Regions from separate parts of the Gossypium hirsutum genome. Here region 1 is linked to region 2. A link is a contact called in public Hi-C data. All regions are on one chromosome and are shown on one strand. Each heading gives the region's core, a stretch centred on a gene start, on an enhancer-like site or on the middle of the called end of the contact. The rest is flanking DNA. Distances are from core to core; before and after follow the strand shown.

What was found. A called contact is a pair of places that touch in the nucleus more often than the background predicts.
Region 1: a contact with region 2 is called in a Hi-C map of leaf, with 2.5 times the contacts expected there. The contact joins the promoter of LOC107931066 here to the enhancer-like site in region 2. A contact is called at or near these places in 2 of 34 Hi-C or Micro-C datasets (both in leaf).

Annotation. Positions count from the first base shown.
Region 1 is chrA12:108,828,324-108,831,938 of Gossypium_hirsutum_v2.1, forward strand. It overlaps LOC107931066 (phenylalanine--tRNA ligase beta subunit, cytoplasmic), which reads right to left and starts at 1,358. Exons shown (of 20, transcript XM_016862852.2): 1 at 1,190-1,358; 2 at 1,033-1,088; 3 at 841-941; 4 at 430-559; 5 at 227-342. The coding sequence starts at 1,247. LOC107931000 (nudix hydrolase 4) reads right to left here. Exons shown (of 4, transcript XM_041083830.1): 4 at 2,932-3,063. The coding sequence ends at 2,953.
Region 2 is chrA12:108,685,516-108,689,146 of Gossypium_hirsutum_v2.1, forward strand. No RefSeq gene overlaps it. Among protein-coding and RNA genes, the nearest start is that of LOC107931051, 15 kb to the left of the region's middle. Within about 2 kb of position 1,441, at least 4 of the 9 cell types and tissues checked have an H3K27ac peak or open chromatin away from gene starts, as enhancers often do. A contact at or near this core is called in leaf, where this site is marked.

The DNA of each region.
Region 1 (3,615 bases), core at 108-2,607, 140 kb after region 2:
AATTGCTCTGCATAGGGGCTAAATTAAATTTCAGTATCGTGAAGATGAAACTCATACATGTTGCTTTATACCAAATTTTGTGCACAAATTTCCCCCTTTTGATTACTTTTCACCCCACCCTGTCATCCCAACAAAGGTCATGCTAATTTATTTTGCTGGTTCAAGCATAAACAAACAGAGGCTACATAGAAAATGGTAAGCAGATTTACTAGGTAGATGAGGATACCTGCAAATGTTTTGGTGCAGCTTATCCTGGAGATCAATGAAGCTGTTATAGCTTGCTTCATCAAAAGTTATGCCCCTCAAAACCGCACAGGCAATAAAAGGCCGGATTAGAGATGTCTGCAAGCCAAGGGAAATAACTAAGCTATCGGTAACTTCCAAAAGTATGTCAATACCCAAAACCAATTTTTTAACCTTCAAAACTACCTCTTTTTTCACATGCATTTTAAGCATCGATGCCTTACTAATGTTGGCAACTGTGTATTTAGGTATCTTCTCCTTTCCATTGAAAACTAGAAGGGCTTGTGCAAGACCTTCCAAACAAAGTAAATCGTACCTGTCCAGGAATCAAAGAAACCTTCATTGAATTTTTTTCTTTTTAATTTGCACGAATTATCAAGTTCCAAGTAATTCTCCCCAATTTTCACGTAGATTAATTTCAAGTTGGAGCTATTTTTGCAAACGAATCTAACAGTTACTAGACTAATGGCCTTAATAAGATTAAAATAAACACATAAACAACATTCGAGAAGCTACCTACATTGTTCTATTCCTTCAAAATCATTAGAACGAAATCAAAGTAACATAAAATTTCATAAAGATAAGCAGTGATAAAACCTGTTAGCAGGCACTTCAATCTTGTAAATGATTTCATCATCAGCAGTAGGTTTTTCCTCTTCCAAATGTTTTTCTTTCGAAATTATTGCTTTCTCCGTTGTCTGATTCACAATATCAAATTCACTCTTCAAAATTTCAATACACATAAACGGTTTTCATAAATACAAATCGTAAGAAAACAAAAACACTCACCACATCATCAAGTTCAATCCCGAAACTGAAACACAGATCTTCAAACTCTTCTTGAGCTGAGAATTTTTATTTTTATTTTTTCACTTCCGTTAGATGCTAAAGAGAAAATTCGATTAAAAAATGAGGAAAATGAGGCTTTATTTAATTAGAGACTCACTGTAAGATCTGCCAAGAGCTGTGAAAAGACGATCCCTCCCAACGCTGACGGTAGGCATGGCGGCAGCTGTGTTTGTTTCTCAAAGCAAACACAGTCACGAAAAGGGTTTTAGCTATCGAAACTAGATTCCTATTGGGTGAATTTACCTGATAGGTACTCTATTATGGACATCTTATCAAATTAGTCTTTATACTATTAAATTTGAATGAACGACGACTCTCCAAATGATGGGTAGCCGTGGGGCCCGATAGGCCTTGGATAAAAATTTTCACACTTCGAGACTTAGCCTGAATTTAACTTAAATAATATAAATATTTTTTAAATTTAAATTTAATTAAATATATAATATAATTAAAAATATAATATTAAATATTTTAAGCTTATTATATAAAAAATATCCTTTAAAAATAATTTAATAATTAATTAATCCCTCAATCAAAAATAAAATTCATTGAGCCTTCAATCGAATTTAAACAATCTATTAACATTTCATCTTTTTACACCATTAACATTTTTGTTAAGTTCACCTTGGCCACGTGGCATGCAGTGAAATCTAATCATTTCTAGTATGTTTTTTTAAAAATAGTAAATATTCAAAAAAAATTAGATTTCTTAAATTTTTATTTTTTTATTAGTGAAAACAATTAAGAATTAATTGAGTATTGCTTAAATTTAAATATCAATTAAGAGATTTCATTGATTGAGAATTCACCCGTTCCAAAAATATTTATAAAAATATCCTTAATATATGTATATGTTAAGTTATTGATTTCAATAAATAAATATTTTAAATTTAAACTAAAAAAAATTTATTTATTTCAAAAATAAAAAAAAATAAAATAATTAAATTAAATTTTGATTAGGTTAGGAGTCAAGTATTCTGTTAAATTTCAAGTTTTGCATTTAGGGTGAAATTTTTTTTTGTTAAGAGCGGGAGTCAAAGGAGGCAAAAATTCGTCTCCTCCCACTGCATCCCTAAGTATTACCTTTAATATTTAACAATGGTTAGAAAAAATGTTGTTATATTTATATGAGTTTGAAATTTAATTAATTTATTTAAAGTGGAAAATTATTATAAATATGATGGCCCTTCCAAAAGGATGGTATTTTCAAATTTTGTAATTTGAGTTTGAAGGTTACTTTTATTATTTTTTAGGATAAAGTAATATGTATTATTCGAATATGATTACGTAGTGTTTTGAGATTGTGTCAAGTTTTGAGATTCACGTGGACTAAAAAGATATCCGTTGACTAAGTAAAATTTGTTAAGTTCAGAGACTAAATATTGTTTTACCTCAGTTATTTTTAAACAATATCTAAACTACTTCTAACTCAAAATCCTTAAAAGTAAATTATATTCCATGTTCTAGCATGTTCAGATCCATATCCTTTAAATTACAATAGCATTACAATAGTAATAGCAATAAAATTAACTGTACAAAGATTTAGTCCAATAATTTTATAATTATGCAATAAATAAATGAAAAATCATTATCGGGATTAATTTTGTACAAAGAATGAATATATATTTTTACATACACAAAAGAATATTTTGAAAAATCAAAAGATATTTGTACATACGAGATTCTTTTGCCTACAATCTTCAAATGCATTTATGCATCGTTCTTCAACTTTATTTTTCTTCTTACTTGTGGCACCAATAGAAAGAACCCAAAAAATGGTGGACCAAGTACTTAGAATTTACACTAAACGAATCCCATGATTGCTATAAATTTTTTTTCCCCTTCACTTTGCAAGTTCTTTCAATTTACTTTCTCATCCGTTGCCGGCTGCATATGGCGGCGGACTAACTCTTCTAAAGCTTCTTTCATCCACAAATGTGGGCATTCTTCTCTAGCTTTGGAGATGGTTACCTACATAAACAAAATAACATTAGTCTCAAATTCCAAATCTTATCTTAAAGTATCAATATTGTATTAATTAGCTTCTTTCATTAACCTAATCGTCAAATTATGTGTTAAATACATGAATGGCACCAGGGGAGAGGGCAAAAAAGGAAAAGATTTTAGGGGCCTAAATAGATTTATAAATTTTAACAGACTAAAAAATATTTTTACCATCATACTAATTTATATTTCCATGATTTTCAAAAGAACATAAAAGCAATTTTACCAAAGAGGGCAACCCCCATTGCTTGGTAAAATTGTGCCTTTATGTATAAAGTTGTAACTAATAAACGTAAATTTTGTCTTTTGGCCCCTAGTATAAAATTTATGACATCACCTTTTGAGTGTATTTATTATATGAATAGTTTAGATTTGATGTGTTAAAAACAAATAATTCATTAAAATTCAAGAAGTTCGTTGCTTTCTTAACATATCAAATTCAAGTTATTCATGCAATTAGTATAATCATATTTAAAATTTGATCAAGTGTTTTAAAATTGATCCACATCAAACTCGATT
Region 2 (3,631 bases), core at 191-2,690:
TTTTAAAATTTAAAAAAAATTAATTGTTGACGTGATTTATGGTGATTGACAAATAACGCATGTTTAAAGACAAAAAATGACGAAAAATTATAAATCAATATGCTTAAGACTAGCTCTCGTTCCGCAGCTTTATATATTTTTAGAGTATAAAACTTGAAAATACTTCGCTGATCAACTCTGCATCAAAGTCAAATGGTAGCTTTCTAAATTTCGTAATCATATTTTTATTTATTAATTGTTTTTATTTTTTATACTATTTATTTTTTAGATGTTTTTAGAATTTATAAATGTTGGGGAAAAACTCAATTAAACAACAAACAAATAAAATATTAAAGAAATTGAAAAGATCAAACCCAAATAATTTACGTAAAAAAACTCTTCCGAAGAGGATAAAAAACTACAGACAAATATTATTTTAATATAATGGAAAAAACGAAGGGTACAAAGATGGAGACAAAACTAAATCCTGAAACCTGAAAAAAGAACTCTCAAAATGTAAACACAAAATTCTCTGAAAGCTTATGAAAGCTAATACCTAATTATGTTATGAGCTATTTTTTAGAGTGAAAAAGTTGTGGTCAAATAATAATAAAATAATTTACACTAATAAGAGTTTAAGTGTGAAACTAAAAAAATAAAGTTTAACTGGGAAAAGAAAAATAAAAAAATACGAGGCCACATTCCAATAATGCCACATTTCAATGGATTTTTTTCACAGCAGTGGACTAAATCTATTAACATGATGAATGAACTAGTGACCCAACAAACCTTCCGAAATATTACATAAGAGTCAAACTTTTGAAATTATTAAAAAATGACCAAACATTTTCAAATGTGCTAAAATAAGAGTTTTTTTTTTCACACTTCATCGTAATTTATTCTACAAAATAGGCGATAACAACATGTTTAAAATAGAACACATCACCATTAGGTTAGATATTACTTGAAATGACAAAAGATAAAAATAAAATTTGAATCTTGAGATACGACATTTGAAAAATTCTTACTTGAGCACCTTCTTAAATGTTCAACACTTATTTGACTATTTTGAAATGTCTGACTATTATACAAGTAACTTCTAAAAGGTTCAGCCCTAATTTGAGCATTTAATACATATTAAAATATAAAGACTTGTTGAAGGGAAGTCAGACTCGGACCCACAAATAATGGAAGTATAATGCTTATGATGTCTATGATTAGTTTTATCCCCAGTTTTTATCTCCTAACTCATAGGAGAGCCTAATCTGGTTCATAGAGTTTAGGAAACACATAGCCACCAAGGGCATGGGTTCAAATCTCATATGATACAATAGAGGGACCAGAACCATAATTTAACCAAAAGACAAAACCTAAAAAAAAAAAAAGGCAAAAAGGTGGGTGGAGGAGAGAGGGCATAGGGACAAGAGGTGAGAAACCCACGAAGCATTGTCGGAGAAACGGCCAACCCAACACTTGTTAGTGGGAAACAATACATCTATCAGTTCCATTTCATTACAATATACCCACCAACAATATCACCAATCAATTTTATTTTATTAATTTTAATTTTAATTTAATATTATATGGAGGTGATAAAGACAACACTTAGGTTGCTTTTTCCTTTTCATTTTCTTGTCCTAAATTTTTAGTGCTTTGTTTTCTTTCTCATATTTTATGATACTATTATCATAATGTCTAATATTAATATATATTATATACTTCCTAACCTCTTTTTTTTTTTTGTTTTCCCACTAACTTTTTCGTTTAATTCATTAATCATCGTTATAAAATCTTAGACATTTGTGTGTTATATCTTCCATTTAACGCCTCCTTTTTATTTTTTTATTATTAATTACTTAGCGGTAGATTTAGGGTTTAATTAAAATTTTGAAAGTTTTATTGGGAATTTTTAAAAATTTTGAAAAGCATAACTGACATTTTTAGGATTTTAATTTTTTTAAAGTCTAATTAAAAATTTTAGAATATTATAATGGTATAATTAAAATTTTTAAAAATTTAAAGGACCAATGTGTCTCTAAAGCTCAGCGACCGCTTGAATCTTCAAAAATAGAAATTCAACACTCTTCTTTTTACAAACTCATGTTATTGAATCCCGAATCAATAGACCACAACTTATTTTTTTCATGTTTTTTTATTGAAAAATTAAATTAAATAGGATTCAATATTTACTGTTGACACCATTTTTTTGACGGAAAACGGGGTCAACTTGGGTTTTGAAAAATGAAAACGAAAGTGGGAGTCGCCACCAATCTTTTTTGATGAGGTGTGATCGGGTCACCTAGAAGAGTGGCTGTTTTAATAAACGATTTAATTTTTATTAAAATAACGATTTTGGTCTACGAAATTCAGAAAAAAGGGTTCGGGAGTCGGTTACGCACGAGGAAGGATTAGCACCCTCGACACGCCCAAAATTGGTACCTTAGTTGATTATTTAATGTATTTATGTCGAAAATTAAAAAACTCGAAAAGAATTTAAAAATACGATCCTTCTTTATATTTGCGTTATTTTTTTAAAAAAAATTACTTGGATAAATCAAAATGAAAAATTCCTTCTTATCTCGAATTAACAAGATGTCACATCCAGTAAGTTAGGACACGACACCTCGTATTTTTAAGAGTAAGCTTGCCTTTTATTTTTATTTAAACCTCATTTATTTCAATTTTCAAAGGGTATTCGATTATTTAGGAACAACGCGAGGAAAATCGAAGCTCAGTAAGTTAGGGCACGATTTTCTCGAATTTTCTAAATACGAAATATTGCCTTTATTATTGAAAGTTTAAAAGGGTATTTGGCCATTTGGTCGAACGAGGAATCGAAACCCAGCACGTTAGGGTACGTTTTCTCGAACTTTTCAAACGCGAAATATTGCTTTTATGAAAGAATTATTTTCGTTGGGTAATTAATATAAATTCGTGGTAAAGTGGAATAGCGAAAAATGAGCAAACAAATATGAATTTCGATATCAATGAACATAACAGAATAAAAATAAATGCATAATAAGAATGATGAGATCAGAAATAGAGGAGTAAGACAAACAAGCAATGTAAGAGAATAATAAAAGATTAATAATAATTATAATAGTAAAAATAATAATAGTAATAATAGCTAAGTGGGAAATAGTAACAGTACATTAATAAGACGAATAATATAATAATAGTGATAGCACTAAAGAAAAGAAAAAAAAAATATATTAATAATAGTAATAAATATAATAGTAATAAATAGAAAATAATAGTACATTAATAATAATAGTATATGTTAATATCAATAATGATATGTATAAAAAGGAAATAATAATATGGTAAAAAAATATGTTAATAAAAATAAAAATAGAAATAAAAATAATATTAATAATGATATTAATAATAGTAATAAAACAGAGAAAAGAAAAAATATATATATAACGATGAAAAGTAATGATAATAATTATTATAATAGTAATGATATAAAATCAATGAGGTAATAAGCAAATGGGTATAAAAAGAAAATATAATCATAGTAATAATAGTTGTAGTAATAATAATAGTAAGAAAAATAGTGATAATATAACAATAATAGTAATATAACAAGAGAATAATAATAATAATAATAATAATAATAGTAATGGAGATAATAATAATAATAATGATA